Regions from separate parts of the Zea mays genome. Here region 2 is linked to region 1. Evidence: chromatin contacts called from public Hi-C data. All regions are on one chromosome and are shown on one strand. The core of a region is the stretch at or near the end of the contact, and the rest is flanking DNA. Distances in the headings are between cores, read along the strand shown. Region 1 holds the start of LOC100217243 (putative protein kinase superfamily protein). Region 2 has its middle 42 kb from the start of LOC100217243.

Evidence for each region. Hi-C and Micro-C count contacts between places; a contact is called where the count stands out from the background.
Region 2: a contact with region 1 is called in a Hi-C map of leaf, with 5 times the contacts expected there. The contact joins the enhancer-like site here to the promoter of LOC100217243 in region 1. A contact is called at or near these places in 5 of 25 Hi-C or Micro-C datasets (ear, endosperm, leaf and 1 more) and 1 of 3 datasets of contacts at active chromatin or transcription factors (leaf).

The regions. Positions count from the first base shown.
Region 1 is chr9:97,888,985-97,893,046 of Zm-B73-REFERENCE-NAM-5.0, forward strand. It overlaps LOC100217243 (putative protein kinase superfamily protein), which reads right to left and starts at 1,627. Exons shown (of 10, transcript NM_001143598.1): 1 at 1,291-1,627; 2 at 514-666; 3 at 177-424; 4 at 1-89. The coding sequence starts at 407.
Region 2 is chr9:97,930,952-97,935,026 of Zm-B73-REFERENCE-NAM-5.0, forward strand. No RefSeq gene overlaps it. Among protein-coding and RNA genes, the nearest start is that of LOC100217243, 42 kb to the left of the region's middle. Within about 2 kb of position 1,345, at least 20 of the 20 cell types and tissues checked have an H3K27ac peak or open chromatin away from gene starts, as enhancers often do. A contact at or near this core is called in ear, endosperm, leaf and 1 more, where this site is marked.

The sequences.
Region 1 (4,062 bases), core at 377-2,876:
ACAATGTAGTGATTCCCCTCGTGAACACAAAAGCCCAGCAGGGACACGATGTTGGGGTGCCGAATCCTGCCAAGCAGATCCAGCTCATTCTGCCAGCAACCGCAACCGAAGCAGTCAGGACAAGAACAAATAACCCCTTCGCCAGTTACCAATGGCCAACGGGCAAGTATTGACACCTCGAATTCCTTCTCGCACTCAGGGCCACCTCCCTCCAGCCTCTTGACCGCCGCGGTAACGCCGCCATCGAAGACTGCCTTGTAGACGCAACCGAAGCCGCCTACGCCGAGCACGTTGCTCTCACTGAACTCCCCCGTCGCCGCCTCCAGCGACGGGTACTCGATCATCGCCACGAGCCCCTTCCTGCTCGTCTTGAGCGAGTTGAACTTGCTCAGGATCGGCGCCAGCATGATCCCCCTCGCGGTGTCTGCGCAATGTAGAGGCGAGCGGTCCGTGAGCAGTTCAGGAATCTAAGAGCCAGCCTGCCCGCCGCAGCCCAGAAAAGTGAGCCAAGACCTGCGCTCTTGCCGCGGGGCAGCCGGCGGGACCGCCGCCACAGGATCCACGCGTAGAGCGTGGAGAGGATAATCGCGACGATGGCGATTGAGGCGAGGATGGAGGCGATGACTAGCTCACGGTGGAAATGACGGTGGCGCTCCACGATGATCACTGCAGACACAGAAAACATGCAGGTCAGGAGACAGTTCAGGAACACCAGCTGACTCCACAGTCCACAGTTGCTGCTTTTGGGCGTGGAAAAGATCAGGTTTTTGAAACGGTCTCACTTTTTCCCTTGAAAAAAAGTGAATTCTTTAGAAAAATGGAGTTACCAAACTATGTTTCAACTAAAAACCGTCAGTCGGAAGAAAAATGGAGTAACTTGATGATCATTAAACGCAGCTAATTTTCCGCAACGGTCCTCTCTCTCTAACTTGAACGAAATCGCAACCTTTTTCCATGAAAAGAACATTTATCCGGTGAGCAAATTGCGAAAGAAAAGGAGGTCTGGATAAAACCGCTGCTCTTTTTGGCCATTTTCAGTAGAAACAACAGCTTCTTCCACTGCAGCTGCTCGAGAAACAGTCTGCAAGTTTTCATTAAGGAGGGGGGAAAAAGAGATCCCCACTCCCAAAAAAACGAAACAAGAAACCGCAGAAACAAAACCAGAAATAACCAGAAACGCTTGCTCCATCTGATCCCTGGCAACCGGCCGGCAACCTACCGACAGGAGGCGGCGCCGGCACCGCCGGAGCGACGGGGGCGGTGCCATTGGCGCCGGCGGCGCGAACGTGCCTGGTGACAGGCGCCGTAGCGCCCGGAGACGACGGCGCGGCCCTTCCGTTTGCCGGGGAGGGGCATGAGGACAGCAGCAGCAGCAGGAGGAGGAGGTGGAGGAGGACGGCCGGGACGGAAGAGCGCAGGGACGGCAATGGAGGTGACAGCAGCCTCATGCTGCTCCGTACTACTCCTCGCCTCTCCGGTTAAAGAGCCAGAGGAGAGGAGAGGAGATCCCTGCCCCCAGGAACACGAGACTTTGTGGCTTTCCTGCAATTGGGCACGCACGCACGAGCGAGAGAGAGACAGCGCTAAGCTCCTCTCTCTCCTTATAAGTTTCTTTTTTTCTCTTGTGATTGCGAGCACTCTGGTATGGGTATGGCAAGTTGGCAACGCTGTGTGCGCAGAACAGTTGAGTTGAGCTGCTCGGCATTTTATTCTGGGGGGGTGGGGGGTGGAGACGGGGAGGGAGACGCTGGCAGAGCGGGGGTCGCTTGGCAGTGAGAGTGGCCATGTGCGGCGGTCTAAGGAAAAGGACGGATCGGGAGTGAAGATGATATGATCATATGAGACTGCGAGTGCGAGGGGGTCGTTCGTACGGTGGTGTGTTTGTACAGCTTTTTCCGTGGCCTCGGTTGTTTGGTAGCCCGAATTTTTTGTATTTTAGCTATTTTTCGGAAAAAAATTCACGTTTAGATCTTAAAAAATTTTAATGTCATTTTTGGACCCTTTGCTCGGCGCCATAGCCTATGGCGCCGAAGTAACACAGCTCGGCGCCATAGGCTATGGCGCCGAGGTCGTGTTGCGTTGGCACAACCCAGACGCGTGGCGTCGACGTGGCACCGAGCTCGGCGCCACAGATCTTGGCGCCGAGCTCGGTTGTGTTATTAACATATTTGTTGCAGACATGAGCACAAAGCCCAGCTAGCCCACTTGGTGGAGCATAAGGCTTCTAACCTTGTGGTTGTGGGTTCAAACCCCACAGTTTGCATTTTTATTTGGTTTTTTTGTTTATGTCGCTGGTGTGTCCGTTCAAATTTATTTCTCACCTATATTTTTTTATCTTTGTCACTACTCATTTTTTAAATAACTCATTAGGTATATTTTTTTTCTTAATCATTCATTGGGAAAGCGGCTCTTGCAACCCCACTGAAAAAATAAAAATTTTCAGAGCGGGGGTGTGGGGGCCGCTTTGCAGTGAGAGTGGCCATGTGCGGCGGTCTAAGGAAAAGGACGGATCGGGAGTGAAGATGATATGATCATATGAGACTGCGAGTGCGAGACGGGGTCGTTCGTACGGTGATGTGTTTGTACAGCTTTTTCCGAGGCCTCGGTTGTTTGGTAGCGGTACATGTACGTCTATCTTGGCGGCTTCTTGCTCGGCCAATTGCCATTTCTGCGCCTCGCATCGCATCTCCCGCGCCTCCTTTGAGATTCCTTTGGACCTGTCATCAGCTCACAGCCGAGTGAGCGCGTGCGTACGACTGCGGCAGGCCCCTTCGTCTGGGTCTCCCAAGCTCTCTCACGTGACTGGTGACCATCCACGATTGTGCAAGCATTTGCGAGCTCCCACTCCTAGGCCCAGCCCAGGGTGGGTGGTCACCTTCACCTCACTTGTGTTTTTTTTTTTTACTGCTGCTATCAGCTTGACTGACCTGCTGGCCCGAGCAGCAGCAGCGGTTTTGCAGCTTTCAATGGCTCGTCCTGCCGGCATTATTTCCGCACGTCCATCCGCCCGCCACCTCCCCCGGGCCGGGGAAATCAATGCGCATCAGTTCTGCCTCTCCGGCGAGCCGAGGCCCACCGGCGGATACCCACCACCACCGTCCACCGCCATCAAGGCCGACGGAACCACTGCACTGTGCAGCGCACGCACCACGCGGTGGGCCTCTGGGCCGCCCGTCGTCCTTCTCTCGCCCTCTGTGTGTGCCTGCTGCTTCCTCCTCGCTGATGTAGTTGATACGATCCTCTCTCCGCCTTCCCTGTCTGTCCTGGCTATAGTGCCTAGTGGTGATGGTACTTTTGGTCTGGTGGCGCGGCAAGGCAGCTAGGCGAGGTCAGCTCGGCGAATAGCCGCCCCCTCGCCGTACTTGGATTCTGGAATGTCGCGTCCTCCGTCGTCACCTCGCGTCTGCAGCTTCCCTGCTACTGTTGGTTTAGAAAAAAAAAACTCGATGGACAAGAATTTCAGTGTTATTTTCACTACCGGAATCGCAGGTTTTGCCGAGTGTTGTATTCTTTGCCGAGTGTCGCACTCGGTAAAGTTAGGCTCTCGGCAAAGAGCCCCTTTACCGAGTGCTGAACACTCGGCACAGGGGGCTCTCGGCAAAGACAAGTTTGCCGAGTGTCAAACACTCGGCAAAGGGCCGTCAGCGGCCGTCCCAAAGCTGTGGCCGTCAGTATTTGCCGAGAGCCAACTGCTGGCACTCGGCAAAGAGGCTTCTTTGCCGAGTGTCACATATTGGGCACTCGGCAAAAGACTCTTTGCCGAGTGTTACTATGATTTCATGTGTAGTTCTCTTAGGTTTCTACACATTGTGTCTCACAACTTTCTCCAAACATTCTACAATTTTTATCACAGCATGTACATATGATATCATGACACGTGGACAAGTTTCATTATTTTCTGAATTTGTTTGTGTTTTATACAATTTTTAAATATGTGGATGGCAAGTTCACGACCATGTTTAGTGAGCATGTTGCTCGAAGTTTCCGGTACGCTCCTAGAATCGGTCATAACTTATGGTAAGTAACATGAATATCATTTTTGCATGTACGGTTTTCCAAGTT
Region 2 (4,075 bases), core at 95-2,594, 42 kb after region 1:
TTATTCTTGACCCATGTCTTATGATGTCCATGCTACGTGCTTGTTATATTGGCAATTTTTTTGGTGAAGAAGTTGTTGGAAACTATAGTAAGGATCTGTTTGTTTCAACTTATAGATTATATAATCTGGATTATAATCTAAATTATATAATCCACATGTAGCTGTTTGGTACTCTAGATTATACAAATGTAGATTATTCACAAATACAATAGTACCCTTGTTTGTTTATTTGAGGTGAGGAAAGAAGGATGACATATGCTGTAATTTCTATTTACATAACCATGAGTAGTGGGTCTTTTGCCAAAAATAATATCAAATAAGCTACTCTTAAGGAGACTATGAGATTATCATAATCTAGGCTTTAGATTATGTAATCCGAACCTATAATCTAGGTGTTTGTTTATTTGCTAAATTATTTACGTTGGATTATACAATCTGGAGGGATTATAATATAAAACAAACAGGCCCTAAGGCTCATAAATTGTTAACTAGTTTGATAAAGCGGTAGCAAGACAATAGTCGACTGCTGTGCTCATGATATATTATTGCATGGCTATCCTAATCACTACCGTTGCGTTCGAATCAACATTTAATTAGTACAAGTGGGAGGGTTTTAAGTGAGCACTATAGCCATCTTGTTACTAAAACTTTGGAAGCTTTGGTGTGTAGCCAACGTTGGCTTCACCATACCGTTGTAGTGTTTTATTTGTTTGCTTCATCAGACTTCCATAGTGATGGGGCCTAATGTAGCGCCGCCTGTTTGTGTTCGAAACGACCATGGACTTGTATTGCCATGATGTGTGTGATTCCATGTCATCACTTATCGTTATATATGGACCACTCTTTGAAAACTAAGACGCGCTTATGGTTTTTCTTGTGTGTTTTTTTATACACACAGGCTTGTTTGCATATCTAGAAGCTAAGATAAACCATGAACGCGCTTGTGCTCAATTTTCGGGGTACGCGCGACATGATAACGCTTGTTAGGATTTTTCACTCTGTTGTGTTTTATTTTTTGGGACTCTATCCTTTGCTAGCTGCTAGTATTACTACTCAAAGGCTAGGCTACCAAGATTCTGCGTGGTACGGCCGCGCGCGGTTTCTGGCTTCCAACCAACCAACGACGCTCGGTACAAGCGCAACTGGATGGGACGCTTGAGAGGAGCTGGGCATAGATCCCGTGACGATCAGGCCAGCCAGAGAGCCCAGAGGACCCCGGCAGATCTTACCTCCTCCAGCTGCCGCGCCGACGCCTCAAATGCGCGCGCGCCTACGGGGCGGCTACGGGCGGCATACGGCACCAAGTCGCGGGCGCGGTCACGGTCACGGTCACACGAGCGGGCGGGAGTAGCAACACGCGCGGGGAATGGCAAAAGTGGCAACGACCGAGTTGGACTGGCCTGGCCGCCCCACCCCACCCCACCTGGGCGCGCCGCCATGATTCCGTGATGATGATGATTATTGGTCGCAACTACATGTATTACACACACACGTGGCCCATCGAGATTTCTTTTTTATTTCGCGTGATCCCCAGCAATGATCGTGGGGTAGTTTGCAAACGAAATGTCATGTCTCCCTCGCTGGAAAACTCGCGACGGGAGTAATGGACGATCACGGCCGGCCCGGCCGGGTTTCTTTATTCCGAAGCAACCGCGGTTGGAGCTTTACAATGGCGTACCTAATAAACAGATTAAAAATATATGTTCTATGAGGCTAATATATGACTTTTCTTCTTTGGAAAAGCTATCAACAAAAAAACATCATTAAGTCTCTCATTGAACGGACCTCTGGTTATTATATTTGTTTTAGAAAATAGAGACGTGCAAAACTGTTTTTTAGTTACTCTGTGAACCTCAAATCCCCCTCGGAATTGAAGAAGATTGAGATGGAAATAAACTAATTTTCTCTCTAATCTTATTCAATTCCAAAGGGAATTTAAGTTTTCAAACTAACCCTTAAGAAGGAAGAAAAAAAAAAGAAACACCATGCCGAAGTTTCTAAAACACACATCTTCCCCCGCCTGTCACACATTAAGCCCCAGACTTGAAAATCCCTGCGCTTGGTCAACAAGAAAGAAGTTAATGGGCCGAGAAAAGGAATGGCAGCCCTGTCCGTAGGCTCGGGTATCCATGGGCCTCAACTAAAATGTTTTAGACAGACGCCTAGCTAGCTTAGCCCCGCTATCGGCATGCAGGTGAGACGTGAGAGCAGTGCTTTTTGACAGGTGTTGCCCTGGTAGTAGAGATGCGCTGGCGTGTTTGACTGTCCGCCGTTAGTTGCTAATGAGCACAGCGACTTTTTGCGTCAACTGCGAACTGCGAACGCGTTGAGATGTTGGCGCACAGCACCGCTTGGTCAGGTGACACGGCGTCAACGTCGAACCAGCGGAGATTCATGGGACCATATGACCAACGTGCACCATGCATGAGTTTTTTTCCCCTCACATTTTACTTTCAGTGTAACGGTACACGGAGTAGCTTGTACTGGATCTACTTTTTTTTTCCTTCTTATTTCGTATGTGTTAGAGTAGTCTGGCGTCAAATCTAAACTAAATTACATAAGGAATGCTCGTTCATTAATCCCAACTCATTTTAAAAGTTATTCTAGTTTAAAATTCACGTCAAACCATTTTCATATTTATATATACCGGGATTTAAAAAAATACGAGATTGATCATGACAAAGAGGGAAAAAAAATCCAACGTTAAATTTTATGATCATATAAGACCCAAGAATAAATAGAGCATCTAAAAGAAACAAAAGTTTATAGACCGTTAGATCAAAATCAAAACTAGGACAGGCTGTCTAACTACCTGACTTGATTATATCTTACTCTTTTTTTTTTTGAACCATACTATACGTCGAATTTCCTGCTGCGGCAAGAACTTTCTTGGTCCACATCCACTACACCACTCGTTTAGTACTGCAACAAGTTGACAACCGAATGAAAACGACAGCGACCAGTGCTGTGGTCTTCGGATCCTGGATGGCCTGCTTGGCCGGAAACGCCTTGGATCTCGTTGGCCGTTTCTGGGTCAGGTCAGCCATCGTCGATGCCTCCGTTTTTTTTTTGGTTTGCTCTTTCGGCGAGAGGATTTGTACGTACCAACGGTGACGTCTGTCATCAACTGTACTCTATCCGTTCTCAATTATAAGATATTCTGATTTTATTAAAGAATCAGAACACTTTAATAAATAAAAATCTAGTAATACTTATTTGATATTATAAATATTATATAAAGTTGTTTAAACTTAATATACTTTTACTTAAAAAATTTATATTGGAACGGAGCAAGCAAGCATACCACTGAAGTAGTTCTCGCTTAATTTCATGTTCCTCTCAGTCAGGGAAGCTCGGTGCTATCGTTTCTACCGTCGCTGTCGCTGGCCACGCGGTGCTCTCGAGCGTGCGGTCTCGAGGGGGTGCAGGTGTCCGCTGTTCGGTGATGTGCGCTGCCTACCTGCGTGACTGCGTCTGCGTGTCCCAAGTGCACAGGAAGGGCAGCGGCAGGTTGGAGGAGTGCAAACCGAGAAAACAAAAATAATAATGCACGGACGCCGCTACCTCGCCAGCTCTTCTTCTCCGAGCAGACCAAGCGATGTGGGTGTGAGAGTGGGTCAACCGATTCTCATATATGTGTGTCGTCTCTGTTCTTTTTATCCATTTCATTCTCTACTTCCGACCCTACAACAGTATGATTCTCAAATTAATTTATATTAACTAAATTTATATAAAGAATAGTACTAACGTGTATTTTGTTGGAAACCATGTCAATTTAGAGATGAACAAATTGTTTATATCAACTAAATTTATATAAAAATAGTACTAACGGTGTATTTTGTTGGAAACCATGGTAATTTAGAGGTGAACAAATTGATTCCAATATATATATATATATATATACTCTATATGAATGTATTGTAGGCGTCCACAGCATCACTGTTCTGCCGCCGCGATCGTCCTCCCGCACGCGCTGCTCCAAACCCGCCCCGCCATCAGCGCCAGCACACCGCGCCGCCGGCAATCAACGCCCGCGGATCTCCCACCCTTCTCCCCACCGCCGCCGCAATCAACG